Linked DNA regions of Capra hircus: region 2 is linked to region 1. The links are chromatin contacts, called in public Hi-C maps. All regions are on one chromosome and are shown on one strand. Each heading gives the region's core, a stretch centred on a gene start, on an enhancer-like site or on the middle of the called end of the contact. The rest is flanking DNA. Distances are from core to core; before and after follow the strand shown.

Region 1 (3,227 bases), core at 675-3,174:
GTTTTTTGAATGTTGAGTTTTAAGCCAGCTTTTCCACTCTCCTCTTTCACCTTCCTCAAGAGGTTCTTTATTTAGTTCCTGCCATTAGGGTGGTTATCATCTGCATAGCTGAGGTTGTTGATATTTCTCCCAGCAACCTTGATTCCAGCTTGTGATGCATCCAAACTGACAGATGAATGGGTAACGAAAATGTGGTACATACGTGCGATAAAATACTCCCCAGCCATAAAAAGAACCAAATAATGCCATGGGCAGCAATATGGATGAGCTTAGAGAAGATCACGCCAAGTGAAACAAGTCAGAAAGAGAAAGGCAAGTACCATATGCCATCACTTATGTGTGAAATCTAAAGCAGAGCACAAATGAGCTTATCCGTGAACCAGAAACAGACTAACATAGAAAACAGACTTGTGGTTGCCAAGGGGGAGGGGAGTGATCGATTGGGATCTGGGATTAACAGATATAAACTATTATGTACAGGATGGATAAACAACAAGGACCTACTGTATACCGAAGGGAACGATATGTGATATCCTATGATAAACCGTAATGGAAAAGAATATGAAAAAAATGTATATATGGGGGCTTCCCTGGTGGCCCAGTGGCTAAAACTCCATGCTCCCAATGTCTGGGGCCCAGATTCGATCCCTGGTCACGGAACTAGATCCAGTGTGCCAAAAGGAAGACCTGGTGCAGCCAAATAGATAAATAAATAAATATTAAATTTAAAAAAATGTATAACTAAATCACTTTGCTGTGCAGTAGAAATTAACACAATGTTGTAAGTCAACTATACTTTAATAAAGTAAATTTTTTAAAAATCTGGTATACTGAGTGAGAAACTTAGTGTAAAAAACTTAACACTATCCCTCCTCTTGGTCTGTTGTACCAGGTTCTGTGCTAAGAATTTTCACACACAGTCTAGTTTACTCTCAAACAATTCTCTGGGGAGGTATCATTTCTGAGTTTTATTTTATAGCTGAGAACCGAGGCTCAGAGAGGTTGAGGAATTTACCTAAGCTCACACAGCTGGCAAGCACCGACTAATTGCACAGCTCCAAAGCTTTTGTTCTTTCAAATATGATACTCCGCTCCCTTAGATAATGCTATATATCTGGATCTTTTAAAATGTGGAATAAGTTGACTATATATTTTGTGGTCACTCAGCTTTCTAATCTGGATATACCTCAAAGGGGAGACCTGTAACTCGTGCCCCTGCAGCACAGAAACCTCTGGACACTTCTTTTGTTCCAAATGGCTTTGCAGGAACATAAGCAGAGTCAGTTCTTAAAAGGACCAATCCTTTTAACCCTGGACAGTCTTTTTTCCCTAGAGTCAGTTGAAATTTCCTCTGGGAATGCAAACTAATTTTAACAAACCGTAATCAAGAAGAGGAATTTGCAACTAAAAAAGAGCTCTTCATGAAAATGAATTCTTTGACTCTCTTTTCTGTTAATCTACATACATCATCAAACAGGAAGTGAAAATAATTGTGGGATTAAGAGATATGGGGCCTGAAGGTGTTATGACCTTCCACAAACAATCTTAATTTTAAATTCTTGGTTATCAGCCACTTTGTCTATGCCAGTTCCCCCCCCCCCCATTTATAATAAGGATGGTTCTCTGTAGATAATGTAAAAGCAGTCATCAAATGCAGTTCACCACTGTTTATACATCTGTGTTTTACCAGTGAAATAGATGATACATATCTAGATACTACTCCTGCATATGCCACCGTGTACTGGATGACCTTGGATAAGTCACATAAACCCATTGGGCCTTACTTTCTTTATCTCAAAAATGAGGGATTTGGATGAAATCCAAATTCACTTTGTACTTCGACTCTCTAATTCTCATTGTTCTGGTTGCTTTAAAAGGACCTGACCACCATGCAATCCCAAATATATCCAGAAGAGGTCAGAAGAACTCACTAAAAGCCCTGAGGTCTACATTAATTCCAGTTACCAGTATAAATACAGGTTTATGGGAATCCCTATTCTCTGTGTCATTTCCCTGATTTTAAAGGTTGGATCAGGTATTAAGGCAGGTATTTTTCTTGAAAGATCAAAACAGAGACGCATTGTCTGCTTTGGACCTCTTTGTCAAACGTAAAACCCTTTCCCAACTGGTGAGCAAAGGTAAATTGCCCGTCAGAGGTGATACAAAGGTACAGGGGCAGTTTTATACTTACAGCCAATAACTTAGAGACAGTAAGCTTGTTAGAGAAAACCCCATCCATCAAGAATCTTTATTGGAGCACTTCTCCTGTGGCACAGTGGGTAAGAATCCACCTGCCAAAGCAGAAGACACCGGTGCAACCCCTGATTCGGGAAGATTCCACATGCCTCAGAGCAACTAAGTGCATGTGCCGCAACTACTGAGACTGAGTGCTGCAATTACTGAAGCCCGTGTGCCCAGATCCTGTACTTTGCAACCAGAGAAGCCACGGCAAAGAGAAGCCTCCAAACTACCACAAAGAGTAGCTCCTGCTCTCCACAACTAGAGAAAGCCTGCACAAAGCAACAAAGACCCAGCACAGGCAAAATAAATAAATAACTTAAATATATACGTAAAAAATCTTCATTGGACTTCCCTGGCTGCCCAGTGGATAAGAATCTGCTTCCACTCCAAGGGGCACGGGTTCAATCCCTGCTGCTGCTGCTGCTGCTAAGTCGCTTCCGTCGTGTCCGACTCTGTGTGACTCCATAGATGGCAGCCCACCAGGCTTCCCCGTCCCTGGGATTCTCCAGGCAAGAACACTAGAGTGGGTTGCCATTTCCTTCTCCAATGCATGAAAGTGAAAAGTCAAAGTGAAGTTGCTCAGTCGTGTCTGACTCCTAGCGACTCCATGGCCTGCAGCCTACCAGGCCCCTCTGTCCATGGATTTTCCAGGCAAGAGTACTGGAGTAGATCACCATTAAAATCCCTCATGCCACGCAGTGCAGCCAAATAAAAGAGTATGTAAGTTTACGATGTACAACTTAATGAACTGGTACATGTATATAGTGAGACATGACTACCACAATAAGATTAGTTAATATATCCATAACCTTTTGTAGTTAAAATTTGAAAACTTCCTGCCACAACGAGGTTGGACCATTTCTCTTCTGATTTCATCAGAAAAATTATTTGGGGAGATACACCATTACAGAGACAGAGACTTTTTTTAAGTATGCTTAAACCTTGCTTTTTTTAGGCAGAACCTGGAGAAGTAGTTTAAATGTGAA
Region 2 (3,410 bases), core at 585-3,084, 89 kb after region 1:
GTGTGAAGCAGCTTCTAGGCATTTTAGGGAACGTGAAGAAGTAAAAGTCCAGCAGTGCAGTTATGGTGTTAGTTCTGCTGATCAGCTATGTGACATCACAGGAAGAAGTACCAGAGAGGCCAAGGCAAGAGGCAGGGAGAATGGAGAGGAGCCGGTGACATCATTAACATTTTTTTCCCACTTTGCCGCATAGAATTAATTATATTATCATTTATAGTCATCACATGGTATTTCAGAATGTTTTGGCTTATTCGGTAATAATAATAATAATAACAGGCAATATTCACCACAATCTCACTAGGACTGGGTGTTATTTTGTCCAAAAAAGATATGGTACCTAGGGTGTTTATAGACAGCTGCTTCCTCCCAACGTCCACATTCCCAACACAGTCCCTGAATGAAGGGGAAAACTCTTGAAAGGTGGATGAAGTGTTACGCTGTGGAGAGGACAGGACCCATACAGACTGGTAAAGTCAGCCAGAGTCATGGGGGTTTCGCCTTTAGGCTGGAAACATTACTCTCTTTCCATCGTCTAATATAAAAATGTTTCCTTGAGGCAATAATAGGATTTCAAGAGCAAGAGGTACAGGCAGAGAACATATAACCTTGAGTAAAAATGTGTGAGTGAAAAAAGAAAGGTGGATGGACAGAGGTCACATTCTCCCCATAACATCTCACTTATAGTAAATATTCCCCACCATTTAACGTCACCAACCTCACTCCCTCTACCCAAGCCTCCTCTTGCATCCGCCTCATTGTTTGTGATTGTTTCTGCTTCTGTCTAGTGGTCAGACTGTGCATCTAGACCTAAAGGCAGGGACATTTTCCCATCTGGTTTCTGGGAGTAAACAGGGACACACAGTATGTGGCTCAAGGGACCCCAGAAGGTTCTGTGGACTGGTCTGAGCACCTTGCCTCCGTTCCCCACCACCACCGAGGAGGCTGGTTGCTAACTCTCGTGGAACAGTCATCCTGAGGAAGAAGAATCACCTGCATTCAATTTTATTGGGGAGCAGGATGGGTATTGTGGCAGGTTCTTGGGAGCACAGAGTACTGGGGAGAAAGTGGACGCAGGTTCACGTCCTCTGTTTCTCTTTTCTCACCCCCAGTGCCTGGCCCAGAGGAGAATGGGCACAGGGGCTCCAAGAAACCCTGCAGTGTGACTGACCCACACGGGTCACTTGCAGCCATCTGATGGGACTCCGGACTGTGTATTAAGACAATAAGCAGACACACTCCCAGCAGAGCCCTGTGGCGGTGGGGAGGGCTTGATCTGCATTTGGAGACAAACTGTTTATCTTTGTCTCTGCCTTAAAAGGAGGGAAAAGGAACTACATTACCAAACTAGGACGCAGGGCCACTAGCCTGCAAAAGGAAGGCTTTGCAAGTGCCTGGTGGTCCCCCACAGAGGACTGTCAGTTCTGATGGCCAGGGGGTGGTGGAGGTGTTTGATGGCCAATAAAGAATCTAGGAGGAAGTTTCCCTGGTGGCTCAGACGGTAAAGAATCTGCCTGCAAAGTGGGAGAGCTGGGTGTGGTCCCTAGGTCGGAAAGATCCGCTGGAGAAGGGAATGGCTAACCACCCCAGTAATCTTGCCTGGAGTGTCCCAAGGACAGAAGAACCTGGTGGGCTGCAGTCCGTGGGCTCCCAAAGAGTTGGACATGACTGAGTGACTAACACTTTCACTTTTTTCACTTTGAGGTGTGCCTGAAGGACCCCAGGGTCTGTGCACAAGGGCAGAAGCTTTAGACTGGGCTGGTTCCCGACTGGGGATGAGGGGCAGGCCAGGGAGCTGGGGAGCAAGTGGCGAGGGGGGGACCCCAGGAGGCTGACTCCATGCCCTGAGCCTGTCAGCCCTGTGCCATCACAAGATGGTAGAGAAAAGTAGCAGAAGCCTGCGTTCCTTTGCTCTCACAGTCCCAACTTTAGAAAGTTAGTCCCTGGAGATGTCCCCACAGTGAACCATGGATGTGTACTGTAAAGGTAAAACCAGGAAGCTTCCTGTCCATCCAAGAGGGCAGGGCTAACTCTCTGTGGGATGTCAGGAAACTTTACAAGAAGGAGACAAAACTGCCGGCTGAGAACAGAGCAAGTTCTAGCACGGTATGCTCAATTTATATTAGTAGTTGAAAAAGCTTGGAAGGATTTACACCAAGGTATTATTAACACCAGTGAGGTGTGAATTAGGGGAGGACTTTCATTCTGATTCTAGTTTATATACTTCTGTCTTGTTTGAACATTTTACACCAAGCTTTAGCTTTTGAATTCTTGAGGCTATCTGTTTCTTTCTTTTTAAAGTATATGTAAAAATTAATTTTTATTGGCATACAGTTGTCTTTTTTAAAAGTTAATTTTTGATTGGAGTATAGTTGCTTCTTTTTTCTTTTTTAAGATTTATTTAGTTATTTAATATTTTGGCCACGCTGGGCCTTCATTGTTGCTCTTGGGCTTTCTCTAGTTGCGGCGAGCAGGGGCTACTCTCTCGTGGAGCACAGGCTCTGGCGGGCGAGGGCTCAATAGTTGTATCTCTTGCATTGCAAGGTGGATTCTTAATCACTGGACCACAGTGGAAGCCCTTTATCATTACTTTTTTTGGGGAGGCCACTCTGCACAGCATGTGGGATCTTAAATTCCCTGACCAGGGATGGAACCCATTCCCCTTGCATTAGAATCACGGAGTCTTAACCACTTCCAGGGAAGCCCCTACAGCAAACATTTTTAAAAAGTCAATTTAGGGAATTTCCTGGTGGTCCAGTAGTTAGGACTCCACGCTTTCACTGCTGAGGGCCCAGGTTCAATCTGATGGGGGAACTAAGATCCCATAAGCCACATGGCTTGGCCTCAATATAGCATTTAAAAGTTGCTAAAGACAAATTTCTGCCTTCAGTTCTGTGAACAAGTCATTACAACAAAGGCACAGAGCACCTACCTGCTTCCCCCTTTATTCGGTGCGCATTCTCTAAGGTTGGGAGCATGAGGGGGTGGGGAGCATATGAGGGAGTGGAGGGCATGAGAGGCCTGGGAGTTGAACTGCTCTGCACTCTGCCATGTTTCTTGGCACATAATTTAGCCCTTCTGAGCCTCACTGCATTCACCTATAATGCAAGCTCAGAGCTACCTCTGATGCTCTGAGGCCCCAGGGAAGTAGAAGTTGCAGCAGTCCAACTCCACGGCCAGGGCAGCGTGGGCTCAGAGCCAGACCCAGGCTCAAGGTAGGGGAAAGAGGCAGGAAGGAGACAAGGAAACAGGGGTGAAGATGAGCTCTCATTTCTTCTGGACTCAGGCTGTGGGTACAGGAGGTCTTCATGTCACTTGGGTCCAGGGGTTCCCGCCCTGATGCTGACCCCACCTTCTCCAAGGTCAGGCCTTTCTGGGCCTCTCCAGGCAGCTCCAGCTAAACAGACCTGGGC

The links. Hi-C and Micro-C count contacts between places; a contact is called where the count stands out from the background.
Region 2: a contact with region 1 is called in a Hi-C map of liver, with 5 times the contacts expected there. The contact joins two enhancer-like sites. A contact is called at or near these places in 3 of 5 Hi-C or Micro-C datasets (blood and liver).

The regions. Positions count from the first base shown.
Region 1 is chr19:18,573,242-18,576,468 of ARS1.2, forward strand. No RefSeq gene overlaps it. Among named protein-coding and RNA genes, the nearest start is that of NF1, 48 kb to the left of the region's middle. Within about 2 kb of position 1,925, at least 2 of the 5 cell types and tissues checked have an H3K27ac peak or open chromatin away from gene starts, as enhancers often do.
Region 2 is chr19:18,662,382-18,665,791 of ARS1.2, forward strand. No RefSeq gene overlaps it. Among named protein-coding and RNA genes, the nearest start is that of WSB1, 27 kb to the left of the region's middle. Within about 2 kb of position 1,835, at least 1 of the 5 cell types and tissues checked has an H3K27ac peak or open chromatin away from gene starts, as enhancers often do.